Regions from separate parts of the Mus musculus genome. Here regions 2, 3 and 4 are each linked to region 1. The links are chromatin contacts, called in public Hi-C and HiChIP or PLAC-seq maps. All regions are on one chromosome and are shown on one strand. The core of a region is the stretch at or near the end of the contact, and the rest is flanking DNA. Distances in the headings are between cores, read along the strand shown.

Region 1 (5,634 bases), core at 986-3,485:
TATTTTTTACATAGGTGCTGAGGATAAACTCAGGACTTCAAGCCCAGCAAACACTTTATCTACCTACGGATAAAGTAGACGAAACCGTGCTCCAGCCCGGAAGCTGGTTCATCTAATGGTTCCCATCTAGGCTGTGAAGTTGGGCCAACTCCACACGCTTTTCCTACAGTCATTATTCCTAAGCTTTACTTTTCTCTTGCGGCCTGGAAGGGAAAGCATCCCTTAGCCTGCTCCAGAAGTCACCTGAAGACACTTCCGCAAGCTAAAGCACCAGCGAGTGAACACTCTAAGAAGGCTTTCTCCCGGTGAGAGGCTGGAGGTAGTGGGTAGCCCCTCCCTCAACAGCCAAAGCTGAGGTACATCTCACAGCGTGCTAGAGGGTCCTCAGGTGCCCACCGCCCTAACTACCCCTCAACATACTCTTTGTCAACCGTCCTTCTACAGATCAGCACTCTCCCCCAGAGTCAAACTGCTACCATCTTCAAGAGTTCTGCTGTGCCTGCTGGCGAAAGGTCACAGCTGACACAGCTGGACCTGTTGTCTGTTCTCCTTCCCTCACCGAAGGTGGGAAGGCAGGCAGGGGATCATGGAACCCTTACCTGCGTATTCAGCCACCCTGGGCAACCAGTTACCCGAAAATCTGCCCTATTGCTTATGGCTTCAAGGTAGAAGTGGGAGGGACTAGATCAGTGGTCCTCAACCTTTCTTATGTTGCATCTCCTTGTGTTGTGGTGACACCGCCCCCCTGCCATAAAGTTATTTTTATTGCTACTTCATAACTGTGATTTTACTGTTATGAATCATAATGTAAATATCTGATATGCAGGATTGACCCCGGTGAAGGGCCATTTGGCCTTCAAAGGAATCAAGACCCACAGATTGAGAACCACTGGACTAGAGAATACAGGTGGGGAAGGACGAGGGGGCAGGGCTCCATCTATGTAGTCACGGGGAACCTGTCCTCACAGCTGGGTGCCACAGACCTTCCAGTGAGACCTGCCCATAACCCTCTCATGGGTTAATACTCTTGGGTTCCCCTGGGGAACTTTGGTGAACTGTATCTTGGTTTGTTGTCAGGACCTCAGGAGGAGGGGCAGATGCTGTTTACGTCTCTCCCAGGGAAGGACTTTTAATAATCATTTCACCTCCGCAGTCTCTCGGGCCCTCGTGAACGGAGTTCTCCAAGGTTGATTGGTTGAATTCCTGACTGAGGAGAGCCAGAACATAGTAGGTTTGTACCCAAAGGATCTTAGCTATTGTTAGACTCCTTAAATCCACGCGTGACCCGCCTCTGTGTTTTCCTAACACCCTTTGCCTTAGGTAAATCTTTTTCTGGGGCTCTAGGAGATGTACAAGCAGACCTCTATCTCCCACCAACCCAAAGGCTAGGATTCATCCAAGAGCATCCGAGACCCATTACAGACACTCCCCTGCTTTTCTGTAACCCATCTATGACATTTTTCATGACTTTTTTTTTCATGACATTCTTTGTCCTGTTCCTGTAAATACTTAATTATTTTGTCACCACATTGGACCATGGCACTGAAATAATCTGATTTAGTTTCTCAGTCACTATCACTCACATTTGGCTTCAGAATTTACCCCACCTTGTTTCCTTTGAGGTGAGAGCTGTGTTCTATACAGACACCTATGTAAACTTTATCTACTGAAGGTCTTATCTCAGGATTTGACCCAGACAGACACCTTCCTTATCTGCCCTACCAGCTGACCTGGATATACCCAGTAGTCATAAGGGAAGAGGAAGCCAGCTTCCCTCTAGACATAGACTAGATTATATCTCAGAATACTACAAGGTACAGCCTTTCCAGCGCCTTATCAAGTGCCCCTAGTCTCTCTGCGGTCAACATGTGCAGTGTGTGTGTGTGTGGGGGGGGGGGGTGGATGTGAAAATGAGGCTCATCTGAGCATGAGAAGCACCTGGCCACCTGACCATAAGGATTCCATGCGAGTCTCTGTTAGCCAGGAAGGTCTATGTAAGAACTAGGTCAGTTCTTCTTCATCAAACACCTGGCAGAGCCTCCCTCTGAATGGAAGTTCAGCCAGAATTAAGACTCTTTTTCTATTGTTAACATCTATCAAATTTTAAATGATCTAAGATAATTTTTAAGCGTAGCCGGGCTCATATTTCATACTCAGATAGATGCAGCTTGAACAGTGCTAGGCACATGATTCAGCAATTTCCCAGGGATCTTTGCTTCTCTTCTCGCAGGGATGGATTAGAAATAACCACCAGTAGTGACTCCAGAGGAGCTGGCCGTCTGCAGAGGCTGGAATGTCTTGACTACAGCTGCTGACCTGTTGCTGTACACTGCCGGTCCCCCGTGATGTCAGCCCCAGGTGGTCTTGCTTCTTCTCCAGCTCCTGAAGAAGGTAAGAACCCTCTGAGCTCCCAGGCAAGTTCCTAGGGGCAAAATAGCCTCAAATAGGAGCTCCAGAGTCACCAGAAATACAGGTTTACTCCCCAATCCCAGAACACACCCCCTTTCCCTGCAGAACACTGTTTACCCACGCCCACACCCCGGAAGCAGGGAAGCCTGTGAGTTACCTGATAAGGCTTCTGAGGGCAGAGGAGCACGCGGAAGTCCATGCCCTCTTTCCTCTCAACTCCTTCCTTTGCAATCCTTTAATGGTAGATCCACATAGCAAGACCCACAGCCAATGGCGGTGCCCTATGCACCCCTTCTGAGCCCCACCATGTTGCCTTAAAGAAACACGCCCGGAAATGGAGTTTCTTGAACGGTTCCTGGATACTTTCCAGAGGAACCCTGGCAACATGTACAAATGCCTTTTTATTTTCCAAATAAACATTAACAAATACTTTCTGCCTTTCTTTAGCACCGGGACCAGGTTTGATGAGCATTCAGGTGACAGTTTTCTGGGTTTGGGGGTGGGTAAACAGAAAGGATCGTCACATGTCATTTCTGTGGGTACTATGAATGTAGGGACGAGATCTTAGCGTTTTCTTCCAAATGAAGGAGTTTTAAGCTGGGGGTGGGGTGGGGTGATGGTGGTGGGGAATCTCCATGGAAGAGAACAAAGGAAGAAAGAGATAGATGAAGGTGTTGGGCCTTAAAAGTGAAGATCATTTAATTTGTTCCCAAACTGCAGCACATTCAAGTGTGACAGGGAGCCATAGTTGGTAAGGAGCCTGGGAGATCATCTGAAGAGCATGATTGCATTGAACAAACAGGGCATGTGGTTATGCTAACATCAGAATTAGTCTACTGAGCAGGCTGCTGGTCGTTTCTGCTATTTGTGAAGCCCTGACACAAAATTTATGACAGAAGGAGCTAGGGGTCAGGCAGTCACCTGGACACAGCCCAGGGTGTGAAGCCCTTCACTGGGAGCCCATTGTGACCGGAACTTTCTGGAACTTGTCTTTTGTGGCTAGCCATGGTCCACCTCATTCTCCTCGCCTTTATCCTTCCATGGGGTTGAGGGAGGGATGAAGATGGCAAAACAGAGATGTGCACATGCTAACCAAGTGTCCACGAAGACTTGAACATTTAATACAGTCATCAAAATAATCATTGTTTCAGTTGTTGAACTAGAGTTACAGTTCTGTGGTAAACATGCTGTCTTCTTCTTCATGTGATATTAAACTAACCAGGAGCCATATAATCTCCCCTTGTAATTTACTTAAAAACTAAAACAAATGGGGATCCATACAGCTCCAGCTAGCCTCAGACTCTCTATATAAGCAAGGGCGACCTCAGACTTCTGACCCTCTGGCCTCTGTGCCAGGATCCCAGTGTGCACCACTGTGGCCCATTTATGTGGTGCTAGCCACAGAACCCAAGGCTTTGCACATGGTAAGCAAGCACGCTGCCAACTGAGCTACATGCCTAGCTCCTTAGCTTCCTACCCAGGCCCCTTATTCTACGTCTTTCTATGTCTTCTGGGATCTTCATCCATATGTACAATAAAACACATAAAAATGTTATCTCTTAGTCCCAAATGATGGGCCATTTCAACAGGTAACCAGAAGAACGAACCTAAATGGAGTGCCTTCGAGGTCACCCTCCCTTTTTGACTCTCTAACCCTGCGTAACCTGGGCTTCTCCCAACACCACCCCTTCCTGGTTTAAACCAAACTGATTTAATCTGAGTCAGGGAGGTTTATTCAGGTTCAGATGAACAAGGCCCTGCTGCTTGCCAGAGATCTCTGAGAACCAAGTGGAAGTTGGTTTAAAACCAGTTTAAATTGGTTCCAAGCAAGTCAGACCCAACCTCCCAAGATCCAGCTTGAGAAAGCTAGCCTAAACAGAAACAATGGTTCCAGAAGGAGACAGACCTGATTCAGTTTAGACTGACTGATTGAGACCAGATAAATCTGCATCCGTCCTGCTCAGTGGATTAAACCCGGAGTGGGCAGCCGGCAATTCTGAAAGGAAGTTGGGCGTGGTTCCCATGGCCGCCTAACTTGAGGTAAAGGGTGTGAAGTGACTCTTAACAGAGCAAACAGACTCTAAATGAAACTAGTTTAAGATCACATATATCATAGCAGACGGCTTTAAACTGCCTCAGATCGGCTCTGATTTCAAAAGCTCTACCTCAGCTGATTAGAACCAGCTTTGACCAGTTTAAACCAGCTTGATCTAGCAGCATTGCCAGATGGTTTCCCAAATATTACAATTATACATTTACTATGGAGGAAAGATATGACTAGAGTGCTATTGTTATTCTGTGTTCTACCTTTTCTGGCACTGAGGACAGAACTTGGAACTTCAAAAAATGTTAACCACACACTCTGAGGCTTCACTGCAACTTATCATCTATATTTTCCTCTCATAGATTATTGAAATACAAAGTTACCTATAGAGTTGTATTTACAGGTGTCAGTCTCTGAGCAGCCTGAGGAGACCAAACCCCAGGGATGTTAACTTCCTTGTATAAAACGGTATGATATTTGCTCATTTGCATGTACTTCCTTATGTAACCTGTAAGTTAGCACTAGATTCTTAATCATACCTAATTAATATCAATTATGTAGATAGCTGTTGTGACCTGTTGCTTAGGAAGGGCAGACATCCTTCCTGTACATTATCAACATAGATACAATGTTTAAGGGAAGATTTGAGTTATTTTTAATTGTGTGTGTTTGTGTAGGATTTGTGGGAATCTCTGTGTGTGTGTGTGTGTGTGTGTGTGTGTGTGTGCAGGTGCCCTCAGAGGCCAGGATGAGCATCAGGGGATCCCTTAGGGTTAGGGTTACAGGTGGTTGTGAGCCCTGATGTGGGTGCTGGGAGCTGAGCAACGGTCTTCAGGAGCACTATGGGCTTTTAAGGGTTGGACCATTTTCCAGCCCAGATACAACTTTCACCCTGTTGTTGGTTAAATCCATGGAGTTGAAGTTGTGGCTATAGAATTGTTTCTCACTGTTCCTCTCTCTGACTGCCCTCTCTATATTTAATCCAAAGAAGAATGTTAGGGCTAAGGCTGATGAGATGATTCAGCAGGTAGAATCACTTGCTGCCAAGTTGGACACCTGAGTTCAATACTTGAGAAACACATGAGGAAAGATGAGAAGTGACTCTTGAAAATGTCCTCTCTCTGACTTCCACAAGTGCTCTATGACAGCCCCTCCAACAATCAATCAATCAATCAATCAGT
Region 2 (5,634 bases), core at 1,114-3,613, 210 kb after region 1:
GAGTAATAACTTTAGCTCCCAGCCAGACCAGCCAGATAATGGCTACCCCTCTGCCTTGTAGGCGGTGCTTTCTACACAGTGCTCTTTGAACCCCTGCCTCCTCTAATCCTGCCACTTTGGCCTCCTACAGTTCTGCCTAGTTCTTTATCTACTTAGCATGATTCCATTTTATGAAACCAGTACAATCTTTATGACGCTCAGACCATGGGGTTGGATCTGTTAGAAACCAGCTATCACTAAGTTAAAACAAATGCCGGGAACATTGTGCAAGTGCCCTCGCCACAATTCACCAATTATCCTTTGCCTATTACATCAGCTAGGACTGAGTTCACTGTGAAAGCAGTGGATACTCTCCCACCACAAAGAAAGTGGATTAAAGGAGATAAACAGATTTCTCCATGACGGGAACACTTAGTGGGTGATAATCCAGTACTAGGATGCCAGCTGCTTTAGACTTGGGCATTTCCAGGGCACCAGGTGAGAGTGATTGACATCCCGGGATTTGAACCCAGGGCCTCGTTCATGCCCAGCTAATGTCACTAGCATTCTGTCACTGAGCTACATCCCCAGGTGTCACTCATCTACCCTGGGATTTGCTCCTGGTTCTTAGACTCCAGATGCAGTCAGTGGCCCAGCCTTTGTGTTAGATTTTTCAGGAAGTGAGGACAGCGCTCAGACCTGCTGCTTCACAGCAGAAAGTTCCTGGGAGTCACCACAGGATACTTCTACCCACATTCCACTGGCCATACTGGCCTCCTCTGGCCACACCTAACTTCAAGGAAGTCATAGAAGGGGAACGCCACTGGCTCAGCCCAGAGTTCTATTTTTATGAAAGATACTGTGTTTGGGAAGCCATCCAGCGTTCTCTGGCATGCATGTATTACCGAACAGCTCCTAGAACCTGACCTATCCCAAGAAAAAATTTAAACTCATTAGAGAGGTGCTGTACCTCAGACTCGCTGTAGTCTTGGACTCCTAAAACTCTGAGATTCACGTGAGGCATTGGCTGATTTTCTTTCCATCTTGGCCGTCCGTCTGACTGCCAAGTCATTCTCTTACACTTATAAATGATGACTCTAGTGTCCTATGCTGATGTCACACTTCTGTTGTGTGCATATGCACGCTACCGTCAGTCTAGCCCACCCACCATCCTCCCAGTCTCTCCAAGCCAAATGCTAAGGAACTGCCTTTGCTTCTCATCTCTGTGCTTCGATCCATCAGCAACCCTGACCCCTTGTCCTGGACGTGGCCTGTTTCTGTCCTCTTTCTCCCCATCTAGGATACCATCCTCTCCGTGTTCTCCATGCAGCTCAGTGGGCACTTGGCATTTCCTTCAGCCCCGTTCTGTCCTTCCTGATATATGGCCGAGACAATCCACAATTATTTGCTCCCATGACCTCTGTTCAGAACTAAATTATAATAAACCCCTCCATTTTATATATTTGAGCCCAAATTTCCAGTTTCTCAGAATATAAATGTAAATGCAAGTAGGACCAAAAGAGAGAGATTTAAATCGAGTTTATTAAGGTGGGAACTAATTCAGCCTGGCCGGTGATCTTATGAAGAGACTGGTACATGCAGAGAGGAGATGAGCTCCAGGGAAACGACAGAGGAAAGACGAGCCTGAGGTGAGGTGGTCAAGGAAACAGCCTTGCCAGTGCCACGCCCATGCACAGCTCCCTCCTGGAACTATAAGAAAACGTGTTTTTGTATTCGGTTCTGGAGAGGCCTTTGCAAACTAACAGTCTTCCATGGAATGGGTTACCTCTACCCTCTCCCTCTCCCTCTCCCTCTCCCTCTCCCTCTCCCTCTCCCTCTCCCTCTCCCTCTCCCTCTCCCTCTCCCTCTCCCTCTCCCTCCATCCCTTCCTCCATCCCTCTCTCTCCATCTCCCCTCCCTCTTCCTTCCCCCTCCCTCTCTCTCCCTTTTTCCCTCTCCCTCCCTCTTCCTCACCCTTTCCCTCCCTCCTACTCCATCCCTCTCCCACCCCCTCACAAGGCCTTCCTATGCTTGCTGTTCCTGCTTCTTGCAATAATCTGATGCCAGCTCCCTCCTTACCATTCAGATCCCCCACAAATGCTCTCACGGCCTTATTTTATTTCTGAGCCCTACAGAAATCAGCTTAGAAGAGAAAGAGTTTATTCTAACTCACAATTCCAGGTGTATAGTCCATCACCATGGGGAAGTCACAGTGAGGAACTTGAGACAGATGGTCTTGTCATATCCACAGTCAAGAGCAAAGAAAAAGGATACATACTTAGTACTCAGCCAGCTCCCTCTACTCTCACACAGTCCAGGGCCCTAAACCCAGGAGTGGTGCCACCCATTTTCAAGCTGGGTCTTTCCAGATCTGTTGAGACACTCAAGAAGAAATGCCCCACTGAGACTTTGATCCCAGGTGATAGTATGTTCTGTCCAGTTGGTAGTTAAAAGGAACCGCCATAATAGCCTTACACTCTGTCACACTTCCTGCTTTGATACCTGGAATTGTAGTTCCACTAAGGCAGCCAGTTTTTATCTCATCCCATTCCTTGCTATGTCTCCAAAGTGTTAGGACAGCATCTAGCACCTGCTGGAACCTCGTGGGAAGCCCTTGGAATGAAACAGTCAGTGGATGAGAATGTCAGTTGCAATATATGTATTCCTGCTGCTTTGTGAGGAAGGCTAAGGCTGCCCTTGGGAACAGTTTCTTAGGGAAATTGTGGCATCCTTGACTTCCCAACTTTCCAGGCTTAGCGCCTCCCCAATGCAGCTAAACACCGTCTCTGTGTCTCCTGTAACAGTCTCTCTCCACTTTAGCAGATTGGCACTGGTTGAGTGGCTCTTATCTGCTTGTTACCAGGATCCCAAACTTTTTACATTTGCATATTCATAATGAGTTATCTTGGGAATGGGACTCAAGTCTAAACATGAAAGTTGTTTGTGTTTCATTTACACCTTCTGGCCTGAGGGTATTTTTAAACCATATTTTTAATACTCTTGTGTTTTGACAACAGTCTGTCCCAGAGGCCAGGTATAGAATTTTCCACTTGGATTTCAGAGTTTTGAGCTAGGGGTGTCCAGGCTTTACTGACACCAACTCTGTTGGCTGTCACACTGCCACCGCAGTGTCATTGTTGGAATCCATGGTTTCTGTCAGGTAGGCAGAAAACAGCACAGATTGGTTGCCACCAATCAAAGCAAATAAAAGCCATCATTTAAACCTGTCCCATTTTCTCAGCACACATGGCAAAGTGTGTGGAAGATTTCACTAGAGTGTGTATGAGTGTGTGTGTGTGTGTGTGTGTGTGTGTGTGCCTGTGCATGTGTGTGCATTACTCTATACAAAGGCGCTTTGAGCACAGATGTTCTAGAAGCCCTTAGACGTCTTTCTTGGTGCCTAAGAAGTGGTTGCCGAGCCACCACAGGTTTTCTTAGCACGCTGAGTATGGCTGACTGAGAAGTCAGACTGAGCTTTCTTTTTTATCTCTTTTTGTTTTAGGCTGGACTCACATGTCTAGGCTTAGGCTTGATAACTCTGATTTTGATCGGTTATTATAAGAAAAAAAATTCTATTTTTAGTATTTTGCAAGAACCAAGTAGCTATGTTTCCAGCCTCAGACAAACCATACCTATATCATAATCTTGTCTATGTTACAAGAGTGACCACCATGTAGTTATAGTGTACCAAGTATGTTATTTATTCTGAATGATAAATATACCTCCTATGAGAGTGTTAAAATTGACACAGTAGACTCAAATGATCTCTTTTAAGCCTATTTCAAAAAACAGATGCAATGTTTGAAGTCTTACTTTTAAAGATATTAGAACATAAAGGTATACTATTCATTGAATGGGGAGGGGGTGAGTGTGCATGCTTTGGCACATGGGTGGCTGTCACAGAACAACCGTGAAATCAGTTCTCTCCTTCTACCATTGAATTTAGGTTGTTGGGTTTGGCAATAAATGCTTTTAGCCAATGGTCCATCCCCAGCGCTGATCACCTAGAATTGTGCACCCTCTGTGCGAGCTCATTCTTGGAGACAGCTGATCTCCCTCTGTCAGCCTCCATTGATCAGGCTCTTCAGCCCTGTAGAATTTCCACTATCTATGCTGTCACATCAACTGGTATTGCTTCTTGCCAGTCTTGTTCAGGTATCCCTATTGTTGATTATTTGTAGGTACATTTTCCTGTCATTCCTAAGGGCTCTCTAACAGCAGGCATCCTGGGACCCGTCTCTTAATCTCGCCATTCCCTCTTCTGGGATAGTTCCTGAGCCATAGGTGGTACATTGCACTGAAAATGTATCAATTAGGGTTGGGCACCTCATGGAGAGTTAGTCTCTGCATTCTGACTGGACATGTATCTCTGGTGGTCTCCACCAGGCTGGGCTGGTGCACAGGCTATGGGACGGAAGCCAGACCTGGAAGTTAGGGATGGCACCCAAGGGTCTGGATTTCATTTTTTTTTTTTTTTATGGTATCAGGGTAAAGAGCAGATAGATCCAGGAGCCAGCCAAGCCTCTGTTTGATGCCTTGACTAGCAGAAACTTCTGTCATCGCTGGACTGCCTTCTTCTGATCTAGCAAGAGTGGTTCTGTAAAACTGGCCAAGGAGACATGAGAGAAGCCTAGTACTATTTCTGCCAAATAGTTTCTGCCACTCCTTTTTTTGCTGTGTCAAGCTCCTGTGGGTCTATGGGTGTGACTTAGAATTGTTTTGTGTGGTTTCTCAAGCTTTGCTGAGCTCAATTATCACCTCATGGACTTGTCAGTCATGTTCTCTCCTAGACCGGCTACTGAGTGGGCTGTTCACTCTTTCTCACTAGTTGTCTGAATTATGCATTAAATATTTAGAGCTTAAACAGAGAAATGATAGCCATGCCAAAGGATGAGGCGAGGAATGGGGACCTTTGAAATCACTTTACAGGACCAAGACTAGATGTTATTGGCTTCTCTCACATGAGCCCTCCTTTGTGAGTAATGATTGTCCCAGTAATGAGCTGGAGACTCACACTAGCTGATCTCCACATTCCTCTCCGGGATGGAATGTGTGTCAGGAAGCTAGGTGTTGTTGGGAGTGTGATGCAGTGATGGTAACACAGTGGAGGGTACATGGTTTGAACCAGATGGAATGTGTGTCAGGAAGCTAGGTGTTGTTGGGAGTGTGATGCAGTGGTGGTAACACAGTGGAGGGTACATGGTTTGAACCAGGGCTGGCAGCACAGAGTTTGCAAATGAGTCCTTCTCATAGGCTGTGACTTATGTGATCTTACCTCTGAAGAATTTTGGTTTTCTCATTCATAAAATAGCCTAGTAGCCACTATATTTAACTGAACTACAGGGGACTATATGCCCTAATCCAAGGCTCTTATTAAAAGGGTTCTTGCTCATTGAGTTTGAGTAGAGTTAGCCAAAGAGGGCTTAAATAAAGAGCTGGATATGTCTTTTGTAGTGATCAGAGTGCATGTGTCCTGGAAAATAGGCATTTTACCTGCTTGCCTAGGACACGCCCTATCTGGCCTGAGATAACCTGCTTGTATGGACTTCCTTTCCTATTGCTATGCAGATGACATCCTGACCTGATCTCCTCTGTACCAGTCCTTCACTTAGGAGCCACAGCTCCCTCCCTGCTTTTTATTTATTTATTTATTTA
Region 3 (5,634 bases), core at 1,315-3,814, 180 kb after region 1:
CAAAACATCATAGTCACACAAAAAAATTTAAAGAACTTTAAGAGTGTATTCTCAGGCTAGTGGGATGGCTTTGTGAGTAACAGGGTTTGCTACCCAGCTTCATGGTGTGCATTTGATCCTTAGGACCAACATGGTGGAAGGAGGGAAACGACTCCTACAGAATTTCCTTTTGACCTTTTGACCTGCACATATGCATCTTAACACACACCCACACACCCACACACACACTGTAATTTAGAAGTTATTCTTTTTCCTCTTCTTCCTTTGTCCTTTCAGTCCTGGAAGGTGACACTTAAATAGCCAATATAAGTGTTGTAATTGTAATAACTGTTCTAAAATTCCCTAGTCCCCACCCTTACTTGAAGTTATCTTTTTTTTTTTTTTAAATTGGCCACAGAGGAACCTGACCCAAAACAGCAGAGTGATAGTTACAAAACGACTGGAAGCATAACAAATCTGCCTTTGCCTTTGCCTTCTGACGGGGACTTGTGGTTTGAATACGATGACCCCATAAGCACATATCTTTGAATGCTAGCCACCAGAGAGTGGAACTCTCTGATAGGATTAGAAGGATTAGGAGGCGTGGCCTTGGAAGAAGTATGCCACTGAGGTTTCAGAAGCCTGTCATACCTACCCCCGAGACCCTGCCTAAGGATCCAGATATAGCTCTCAGCTACTGCTCTAGCACCCACCATGCTTCCTGTCATCATGATAATGGACTAAACATGTGGAACTGCAAACAAGCCCCCACTTAAATGCTTCTCTTCTATGAGTTGCCTTAGTCATGGTGTCTCTTCACAGCCATAGAACTAAGACAGAGCTCAAAGATTACAGGCCTTTAGGATTGTAGCAAATTAAAATGTTTTCTCTACTAAGCAGTGAAGGAAGAGGCAACCCACAGTTGGGGGAAGTTATTTGCAAATTTTGCTTGAAGTCAGAGCTCATGTCAGCTTATATGAGGAACTCAAATGAACCAACAGCATGAAAGCTATTCCTATTTAAAATAGACAGAAGGCCAACACAGGCATTTCTCTAGGACATACAAAAGGCCAACAGATGTATCATAAAACGCCCAACATCACTGAATACCAGGGAATGCAAATTAGAATTTCAAGGTGGCTTGCCTCACATCTGTCAGATGGCTATTAGCTCAGAGTCTGGCTGCTGGCCTGACATTTACAGGGGATGCTAAGGTTCTGAACTCCAAATACCAAACTCAAGTGGTGAGCGCTATACCCACTGAGCCTCTGGGAAGGCTTTTCAATACCATTGGAAGATGGTTGGAATTGTGCTCTAGATTGGAGCTGGTGGTCTTCCATCCTTCTTGCTTTGTGCATTCCTAATGACTGTATGAATGGGTCTCCTTACATGTGGATAGCATGATGCTGTGTGGCTCCCTTGTATCTACAGTCATTATGTGTCTGTGACACTGGTTGCACAGTGTCCATTTGCACATGGGCCTACGGTGCTACTTTCTGTGTAAGAGGATGGCCTCTGGGCTGAGTGGTATCAAAGGGAGTTCATGATGATTCTTTCCTCTTTTCTGAGAGCCTTACTCCTACTCCATAGATCAGCTCTCCACCTCCCTTCCCCACTTAGAATTATAAATGTGGAATGTTCTAGAACATGTCTGCTGCTTGCCTCTATACTGTTCTGGCTAGCTGGAGAGGAAGGTGAGTGCAGGATGGGGCCTGTTTTGCCCAACTTTCTAAGTCACATTACTGGGAAGTTTAGGATAGGAAAAAGGGAAAGTTGCTGAAGAGGGGAAATTGTCCCTGCTCTGTGGTATTCTGGAAGGTGCAGCTGATTCTTGTTCAAGCTTTTTTTTTTTCCTGGCACCTGAACCAGTGTCATTCTGGGTAATTAGTGAAAAGTAGCCTGAGGGAGTGTTTCAACATCTAATAAGCAGATTAGTTTCAATATAAATAATCCTGAGGATCTGAAATCAAGCATAGAACTTAAGCCCATTGCAAAATATTAAACAGCGAGTCCCAAGCCTGTTGTTTCCCTCTCAGGGTTCTGCAAGGACTGCTCCACACAGGGCTGATGTCATACTCCACAGTAGGTCCATTCTGCAGCCATGGGGAGCTCTTGAGGGTTGCATGGTCTAGCCAGGTTGTAGAGGGAAAAAATGGATTCAACAAAAGGTTATGGGCATAGGGGACATGGCTCAATCCGTAAAGTGATTGCCTTGCGATCATGAGGACCTGAGTTCAGATTCCCAGAACCTGCATAAATCCAAGAGCTGTGGCATATGCCTCTAATCTCATCACTGCTAGATGGGAGGTAGAAACAGGAGCATCCCCGAAAGCTCACAGGCTAACCTGACTGCTTGGCAGCCTTACACTGTTGAGAGATACTGTTGAAACCAAAAGGTAGAAGGTGTCTGAGGACTGACACCGGAGGTTGCTCTCTAACCTCTTGAAGTGCCATACCCACAATTCTGCGTGCACGTGCACACGCACACACAGAGAAAAACATTGCGTAAGCACAGCCTCCCAGCCTGAGAGGAGTCTTGTGCCTCAGGGGCCACCAAGGGATCTCTCCCCTCCTTCAACGAAGCTGTGACTGAGTCATTTTCTTTAAAAAACAAACAAATGTGTTTGTACATGAAGGGCTGTCAAGACTTCTCCAGGAAATCCTGGGGCTCTTTTTAAATCTCGTGTAGCACTGTCTTTTCACCCTCCCGAGGCCCTAAGCTTGTAGGTTGGAAGAGGGCTCTGAGAAGGAGTGGCCGGACCCTTTCTCGAACCTTGTGTGGATGCCGAGAAATGCCTGTCTGGCCAGCAATGAGGGGATTTTGTAATGAGGCGGTTTACAACTAGAATTTGACCAACAGATAGGCAGTGTGGGTTTAAATGGTAAAATCAGCTCTCCTTTACCTACTTATCAAAAACATTCTCTCCCACTGACATGATCCATCCCTCAAACCTGTTAAATAGCGCCCATCCCCATCTCCGTTTCTCAGAAATTGCAGAGAATGTTTCGGGATTCAGTAGGACGTGCTTCTAAAGTATTAGAGGGGGAAATCCCACGTATCTCTGTAGTCCAAGGCAGAAGAGAGGGAGTGTTCCTGCCCCCACCTGGGTGAAGTTGGCCTCTGTGCATGCTTATCTTAGCCTTACAGTTTGCCCTGGAGTGATTATTTATGGCCTGGCTACCCTTTGCAGCCCAGCTGAGCTAAGGCCCACGTTTCCCCACTCAGATCTTTTAAAGCAGCCAACTTTTCATCCTGGATTCCCCTTTTGTAAGGCTGTAAACATTTCTCCTCCCTTCAACTGATTGCTGGAGTATGGTATGTGCTGTGTGTTTAGCATGTGGGCTGTTCTCTTTAGCATATAGGGCATTCCTTATAGGTGCCAGCTTCGATTGAGCATGGCTGATAAGTTAGGCTCACGGAGTGTCAGGGACTGATTACAGATGTCTTGCTGAACGTGGAAGGCTCGAATAATAGCACACCTGCTGCATCTTCAGTTCTGTGGCTTTTCAAGTCATGCTTGCAAAGCTAAGCATGTTGACCTCACTAAGGCTTGAAAATTTGGGATTAACCTATATGCCTTATTGGTTCCTTATTATATCCCAGAGATGGGATTCTTTTTATTTTTGTATTTTGGGGAGACAAAGTCTTCTTGTATCCCAAGCTGGCCTTGCACCCTTTCTGTAGTTGAGGGTCACCTTGAACTTCTGACTTTCCTGCTTCTGTCTGCAGTAGTGCAGGAATTGTAGGTATGTGTGCAGCAGCATGCCCAGTTTGTGCAGTGCTAGGGATGGAAGCTAGAGTTTAATGTATGCTAAGTTAGCACTTGCTAAGCAAGCAAGCTACATCCTCAGCTACAGGGATGCGATTTTTAATATGTTCATAATATTAACCAGGTAATGCCTTAGGTATCATTGCAAATGTCTATAATAAACTTCTGATTTTTTAAAAATCAGTGGAGGTGGAAGGGTAGTGCAAATGAATAAGAACATACACCATTTATACATTGCCTAACATGGGCTCATAATCTAAATGAAAATAAAAATCCAACAATATGGATCAGACAGCAAGAAGACTTATGAAGACTGATGGTCAGAGACAGAGCTCCTTTCTCAGTACACTTGTGTGCTTGCTTGTGAGTGTGTGTGTGTGTGTGTAAAAGCATGCTCATTTGTAGGAGTATGAAATGTCTGTGCATGTATATGTATGTGGAGGTCTAAGTCAAACTTGCATATTGTTTCTCAGTCAATGTCCACCTTGTTTGCTGAGATAGGCTCTCTCATTGGCCTGGAGCTCACAAAAAATGGTCTAGGCTAGCTCTAAGCTTGGGTCTGTAATCTGCCTGGCTCCATGCCCGCAGCACTGCGATTACAAGCATTCACTACCACCATACCTGATTCTAGGGCTCAAAGAGAGCTCTTTACGCTTATACGACTAAATCATCTCCCTTCTCCCACTGAGCACAATATTTTAACTTCTGAAATTTACGATGGGGACAGTGGATCTAAAGGAACAAAATCAAGGTAGTTGAAAACACCATGCCAGCTCCAGCAAACACGCTTTCTTCTGCCTCTGTTTATACTTCCTGTCTGCATCTGAGGCTCTATCCACCGTAGCAAAACAAAACGATCGAACAGCCATGATTTGTATGTGGGCTGCTCTGCTTCCAAAACCAGCTGTCATCAGCCACAGCCTGGAGAGCACTGCCGTCAGATTCTGAAATCACACAAATCATCACCATCTCTTAGCTGCGAAGCCTAGGCTTTGCCCCCAAGCAACTATTGGAGGTCCTATAAACCCAAGCACTTTGTAGCAGATATTAGGCAGGGATATGTGTTTCTCTGATGTTGGTAATTGTGACACGTTACCAAGAGCTACAATTCACAGCCAATTTTTGTTAAATCTGAGAGGCATTCTAAGATTTTTCACTTTCTCCCCATTCTGTGACGCCACTACCTCAGCTGGATCACTCTTGGCCACTGGCAGTGTCCTTTGATCTCCAGCAGCCTCTCTGAATTCAGAGTGTTTTTCTGGTCTTTGGGGACAAAGATGAGACTGAGACTGAGGCTATAGTTCCCCTCCACACTAAGCAGTTGCTCTACTTCATCCCATTGCCTGCACCCCACTGCCTGCATCCCATGCCTTCATCCCATTGCCTGCGTCCCATTTCCTGCATCCCATTGCCTGCATCCCATTGCAAGCATGCCATTGCCTACATCCCATTGCCTATATCCCAGTGCTCCCATCAGTGGGTAGGGTCTGGTTTTCAGTGTGTATTCTTTCATTTCCTCCTAGCATGGTATATAAATACCACCACCGCCACCACCACTGTTGCTCACCATCTACCATTACTTTTGTGAACAGACATGCTTATCCATGTTTAAATGCTTCAGAAATAAAGTCAAGAAGGGCTGGGATGTAGCTCAGATGTTGAGGCCTTGCCCACCATGCATAAAACCTTGGGCTTTGATTCCCCAGCACTGTGTAAACTGAACATGGCAGCACATGCCTTTAGCCCCAAGACTCAAGGAGGTAGAGGCAGAAGCACCTGGAAGGATCTCCTTGTTCAATAAGGAACATAGGTCCATCCCAAATTTCAAGATCAAGTTCCAGGCCAGCATGGAGTTCAGAAGACCCTATCTCAAAAAGCAAAACAA
Region 4 (5,634 bases), core at 2,277-4,776, 140 kb after region 1:
ACACTGATGAAGCTCTGTTCTCTGTGTTCATCATCTCAGCCATCCCAGAGACACTGAGCTGAGTTAAAGATGTCCACACTGTCTTGCTCTTGTGCAGGGCAGGGTGGGACTTGAATGCAGAAGTTGTGACCTCTGGGAAACTGCTCTTCCCACAGCAGACCTCACAGTTGTGACTGTGGGTGCCCTTACCATGGGAGAGCCATGGAGGATGGCTGCTGGAGTTCCTGTGTTGCTCAGCTGCCTTTTGGTTCTTGGAATGAAGTATTCATAGCCCCCCCTGGTAGCCCCAGGCTTCTCAGGTCCTCGATTTCTTTTGACCCTGACAGACTGTCTTCTGCACACTTATTTCCATGAACAACAAGAAGCAGAACAATTGCCGCAGAGGGACAGTTTACTCTGCATGGGAGCCGGGATAACCCTTTTCTCCCACTGCCAATGATATCAGCCCTAGCCTCTGGAGTCTCTAAATGCTTACCTATCTGTCTTATCTGGAAAAGGGTCTTCACAGAAGTGGTTAAGTTAAGCATCTTGGGATGGGGAGATGATCCTGGGTTAGCCAGGTAGTCTTCTTATTTTCAATTTTAAAATTAATTTTAAGTCAGCATAAAAAGCAATGGGTTTCATTATGACATTTTCATACATACATGTCAATTGCCTCTGACCATAGCAGAGTGGGATCTATTATGATGCAGATGTCACATTTAAGTGGAATAAGGGAACAGCAAGAGGGAGGTAAGAACGAAAGGGGAGGACAGTGAGGGGAGGGACTTAAATGCAGTCGCGAGTGTCCTTATAATGGGCAGATAGGGATATCATAAGCAGACAGAGGACAAGGCCATGTGGAGGCAGAATAGAAGTTAAGGGGGATGCTCCTGACTGCTGAAGGGATGTGGTCACAAGCTAAGAGGGCTGCTGGCATCACCAGGAAATGGAAGAGATTTTTAAAAAAATTAAAAGGCTAGTTATGGGTTACAGAGTGGTAGAGATGTATTATAGAAAATGTGTTTTTAGTATTTTGTTGCTGTGTGGACATTGTAGAGTCTATTATACAAACCAAGATGGCTATGTCAGTCGGTGATAGAATCCTACATAACCACTGTTGTGTGTCCTATCTGAAGACACCATGGGACACAGGATTATAGGCCAAAGGGATCAAGGTCTCGTGAACACTTGGCTTTCAGTGAGCAGTGCTGACTTTAAACATCATGTCCGGGGCTATGAGGGTATTCACTGACTCTATGGGAGTTTGACAGAGTGACTGAGGAAGCTACCTCCCCATCCGAGGCTCTGACTCAACTTCACAGTGTTCATGTGTAGAGCATCTACATTGCTCTCCCTTCTCTATAGCATGATAAGCATTTCATGCTTAGATAGACAAATGATAGTTCCTAAGTCCTGGAGTGTGAATGTGTGCGTGTGTGCTTATGTTCAAGGGCATTAGTTAGTATGTGTGTAGTGGGGGCAGTGCCTGCAAAGGCCTGAAGACAACCTTAGTTGTGGTTCCTCAGGTGCAATCTACTATATTTCATTGTGACAAAATCTCATTAAGCTGGAGCTTGCCAAGTATGGCTAGTCTGTCTGGCCAGCAAGCCCTTTATCTCCACTTTCTCAACATTAGGATTACAAACACTATGCCTTTTGGAGGCAGTGGGGGGTGTTATTTGTTTGTTGGTTTGTTTTTAATATGGTTCTTGGGCTCAGATCTAGGTCCTTGAGCTTGTAAGATGAGCATATTACTATCTGAGCTATATCACCAATCCAGAGAGCCCCTGTTCTTAACTACTGAGATTCTCTCCCTGTCCCCTGACTAGCTGCCTTCCAACACAGAATATTTTCTTCAGCCTCTCATGAGCCTGTCCTTGTAGAAGCATCTGGTCCTCATGGGCTGTGTGGATGCTGCAGCAATGGGCAGACAATGTCCCTTTTCCTCAATGAACATAGCACATAGTCCATCATCTTCCAGTGTGAAGGTGGCATTTAAAACTTGTACCAGTTGCAGTTGCTTTTGCTCCTTAAGAGCTTATCAATTATCCATTCAGTGGCATTCATTAATATCATAAATGATGTCTGCACACACAGAGTAACCAGCATAGCAGACTGTTTAATGTCACATAACATCAGTTTTCTCATTTAAAAAAAATGAGACAAGCTATTTCTCTATTTGTATGATGGTTAAGTGGTGGTAACATGAAACACTAGCAGGTGTTTGGCATGACAGCTATTTTCATATATTATTTAAATATACTATGTTGAATATGTTTAGAGATCAGATAAAACTCTAGGAATAACTTCTGCATCTTTTGCTTATATCTCTTATAGTAAGAAATATAGCCTTAAGTTTAAGAAATTCCTTTAATGCAAAGAAACTGCATTATTATGTGTGATTTTTTCCCCCATATTTCTAATGAAGAAAAAGATGAAGTGATCTATGGTAATTTGACACATAGGAAGTGGTGTAAGGAACTCAGAGATGGCTCAGTTGGTGAAGTGCTTGCCTTGCAAGCATGAGGTTTTGGGTCCATCCTCAGGATCCATGGGAAAATACTAGGTGTGGTGGGCAACACTGGTCATGAATGACTGGGGTGCAGGGCCAGGAGGATCTCTGAGGATTGCGGTGAGCCGGCTTAGCCTGGCAGTCCTGGGGCAGAAAGAGAGCCTGACTGAAAGGAACAAAGGAGGAAGAGGGGGAGGAAGAGCAGGAGGAGGAGCAGGAGGAGGAGGAGCAAGGGGAGGAGGGGGAAAAGGAAGAAGAGGAGGGGAGGAGGAAGAACAAGAGGAGGAGGGGTAGGAGAAAGAAAAGGAGCAAGAGGAAGAGGGGAAGGAGCCAGAGGAAGGGAGAGGAGGAAGCAAGAGGAGGAGCAAGAGGAACAGAAGCAAGAGAAGAGGAGGAAGAGAGGAAGAGGAGGAAGAGGAAGAGGGGAAGTAGGAGCATGAGGAGGAGGAGCCAGAAGAGCGATACTTAGGTGATGTTTGTCCTCTGACCTCCACATACATAAACACACATGTGTACCTGTACACACACACACACACACACACACACACACACACAGAGAGAGAGAGAGAGAGAGAGAGAGAGAGAGAGAGAGAGATACAAATTCAGAGGCATCCAGAATCCAAGCATATTTATGCTATGAGCCCATCTCATAAAAGATGCTCAGAAACCATAATTCATGTTAGAATCATTATCATTGTTGTGTTAATGAATTCAGCAGAACTTGCAGAAAAATCAATCTTAAGATTTTTGTTTTTTGGGTTTTTTTTTTTCCCAGCCTATAGAGGATCAGCCACTGGGGCAAGGGGCACTGTGAGAGGCCCCAGGGGAGAGGGGTTAGGAGCCAGTATTCACTCAGCATCTGCTCTGGCCAGGCCCTTTGCCCTACAGGTAATCCCATTCAGTTCCCCTTAAACCCCTGTAGTCCCAAGAGCCACCGGGGCTCAGATTACAGCCCACATTGGCAGCAGCTTGGACTCCCAAGAGGGCTTCTCTTACTCATACTGGAGGAATGAATGCATTCACTGTTCTTTTATGCAAAGCCATTCCTCAGCCCTCAGTGCCATGTTTGGCAGTCAGCCTCTGTTGTGGTCCCCACATGGAGGAGGTCACAGGCTCTGTCTTTAACCTTCAGTGCAGTGAAGTCTTCATGGGGACCACTACTAGGGAGTAGCCACTGCAGCCACACCTTGAGCTCAGCACTTTCTGGGAGTGATTTCACTGAGTCTATACAATAGCCAGATGTAGTAGGCATGCTGGATAGAAGAGCTGTCCAGGGACTTGTCCATGGTTACACAGGTCACAGAGGGGCCGGCAGGCAAAGATGCTGATAGAAGATCTGGGCTCTTTCTACATCCCATGTAACACCTATATGCCAGTCAAACCCTTACCCCCATGCTTAGCAGAACATAGAGCATGGAAACCAGCTTTGCTCGAATGTCTTAGACATCTACTGGTTTATTTCTTGCTTTTGAAAATCATGAAGGTATCTCTTCCTCTGATCTAAGTCATTTCCCCATTAGGAGGGCACACCCCCTGCACTCTCAGGCACCCTTGTGCAGTGAGTAACTACACATAATAAATAAAGATGGCCCTAAGTGCCATCTTTACTGTTTGACCATTGATTGTTCTGCTGTATGGGGACTGGTTTCCTCTAATGTCTGTTTGCTTGTCCTTGTTCCTTCTTTTTGTGTCCCTTTGAATAACAGGCCTGGGTCACTCAGGTACACAGCCCCTGTGAGCAGCGTGTGACTTGCTCTTAGGGACACGGCTGATTTTGCATATGATTCTGAAGACAAGGCCTGGGGTCAGCGTCTCCCCCGGGGCTGATTCCCAAGAGGACTGGGTCTGTTCTGAAGGCCGCTGCTTCAGCCTATTTCAGAGGGTGGTAGTGTGAGGGCACCACCCTATGAACTTCATCCATGTAGGAAGCAGTAGATGGGCCAAGGATGAGGTCTTCTTAAAGCTGGGCTTCCTTATGCCGGGGCTGCAGAGATGCTCAGCAGTAAGGAGTGCTTGTTGCTCTTCCCGGGGGACCTTAGTTGAGCTCTCAGCATCCCTATTCAGTGGCTCACAACTGTCTGTAGCTCCAGCTCCAGGGTATCCAGTGCCCTTTTCTATCCTTTACAGGCAGCAACACACTTGTGCCATGCACACGTATACAAAGGCAAGCATACATGCACATAAATATAAATAAAATCTTACAACAGAAAAATAAGCTGGGAGTCACTCCAAAGCTGCCTGTCATCCATCTACCTGGATCTCTTCGTTCCTGACTTGTGGGACCATCCCCCGGTGTACCTATAACAGCTTCCTTTTACCTTTAGTGAGATGCCCCCATCACCTGCAGAGAGCACTGGGAGGAGGGAGTCCCTTCCATCAGGCAGCCTCAGAGTACGCCTTTCAGTGGCCTCTCACTCTGTCATTTACCCCTTACCTCAGCCATGGGGAACAGAGGCAGGTCTGATCAGACCCTCAGCGTGGCTTTGCTACACAGTAGTCAGCCAGGAAAGCTGTGGTTTTCATCATCTGAATGTTTACTTCACCGAGTGGCCGGAGGTTTTGCTTCTTATCTTTTGTAGACACCAAATAATTTATTGCCGAGACCCACCCTGGCAGGCGCTACAGTCTTCTGAACTTCTAAAAGGTCATCTGCACTCAACCCAAACCACTTGCTCAAAGCCTCTTTGAACTCTGGCTGCACATGATATTTCCCCCCCCCCCTTTGGCAGGGGGTGGGGAAGAAACTGGGAGCTTCAGGGAAAATAAGGCCCGTCCAGCCCTCAGCCACAAACGTCTTTCTTCCCAGCTTGCTTCAGATTACAGCCTGGAATACATGTGTTTCTGTTCCTTAATTCTATTCCCTCTTAACTTCCTCCCTTTAATTTGGAGCTCTGAGAATTTTCTAGATAGTCACTGACTACCAGTCTAATTTGGCTAGCTCTCTTGGCTTCCCACCTGGGTGCCTCAGGCTGGTTTATTGGAACTCAGAGCCTTTTGGTCTCTACGAATTAGTCTAGAGCTGTGGGCTTTACTGGCCCATTGGTTAGAAATGCAAACATTTAAGCTCTCTGCCTCTCACGTCTGTTATTTCAGCAAATATTTAGAGTGCTTCTGTAGCAGATGCGGGACTAGCTCGGGAT

What was found. A called contact is a pair of places that touch in the nucleus more often than the background predicts. HiChIP or PLAC-seq counts read pairs in DNA pulled down with a chosen protein or histone mark.
Region 2: a contact with region 1 is called in a GR HiChIP or PLAC-seq map of the 3134 cell line, with 16 times the contacts expected there. The contact joins the promoter of 2010001M07Rik here to the promoter of 9230112J17Rik in region 1. A contact is called at or near these places in 1 of 115 datasets of contacts at active chromatin or transcription factors (the 3134 cell line) and 1 of 9 other capture datasets (embryonic stem cells).
Region 3: a Hi-C map of the G1E-ER4 cell line shows a contact between it and region 1, with 2.9 times the contacts expected there. The contact joins the enhancer-like site here to the promoter of 9230112J17Rik in region 1. A contact is called at or near these places in 1 of 15 datasets of contacts at CTCF or cohesin (the NIH/3T3 cell line), 2 of 484 Hi-C or Micro-C datasets (the G1E-ER4 cell line and the NIH/3T3 cell line) and 3 of 115 datasets of contacts at active chromatin or transcription factors (astrocytes, embryonic stem cells and pancreatic cancer cells).
Region 4: a contact with region 1 is called in a Hi-C map of the G1E-ER4 cell line, with 4 times the contacts expected there. The contact joins the enhancer-like site here to the promoter of 9230112J17Rik in region 1. A contact is called at or near these places in 3 of 39 promoter capture datasets (embryonic stem cells, hippocampal neurons and stem cell-derived epiblast-like cells), 1 of 15 datasets of contacts at CTCF or cohesin (the G1E-ER4 cell line), 4 of 484 Hi-C or Micro-C datasets (all in the G1E-ER4 cell line) and 4 of 115 datasets of contacts at active chromatin or transcription factors (the 3134 cell line, astrocytes, bone marrow-derived dendritic cells and 1 more).

The regions. Positions count from the first base shown.
Region 1 is chr9:60,542,483-60,548,116 of GRCm38.p6, reverse strand. 9230112J17Rik (RIKEN cDNA 9230112J17 gene) reads left to right here and starts at 2,235. Exons shown (of 4, transcript NR_040464.1): 1 at 2,235-2,391; 2 at 4,857-4,921.
Region 2 is chr9:60,330,838-60,336,471 of GRCm38.p6, reverse strand. 2010001M07Rik (a long non-coding RNA gene) reads right to left here and starts at 2,363. Exons shown (of 2, transcript XR_003948171.1): 1 at 2,153-2,363; 2 at 1,504-1,689. All of the region lies in intron 6 of Thsd4 (thrombospondin, type I, domain containing 4), which reads left to right.
Region 3 is chr9:60,365,576-60,371,209 of GRCm38.p6, reverse strand. All of the region lies in intron 6 of Thsd4 (thrombospondin, type I, domain containing 4), which reads left to right. Among named protein-coding and RNA genes, the nearest start is that of 2010001M07Rik, 34 kb to the right of the region's middle. Within about 2 kb of position 2,564, at least 4 of the 459 cell types and tissues checked have an H3K27ac peak or open chromatin away from gene starts, as enhancers often do. A contact at or near this core is called in the G1E-ER4 cell line, where this site is marked.
Region 4 is chr9:60,405,428-60,411,061 of GRCm38.p6, reverse strand. The region is part of intron 4 of Thsd4 (thrombospondin, type I, domain containing 4); the gene reads left to right. Among named protein-coding and RNA genes, the nearest start is that of 2010001M07Rik, 74 kb to the right of the region's middle. Within about 2 kb of position 3,526, at least 48 of the 459 cell types and tissues checked have an H3K27ac peak or open chromatin away from gene starts, as enhancers often do. A contact at or near this core is called in the G1E-ER4 cell line and pancreatic cancer cells, where this site is marked.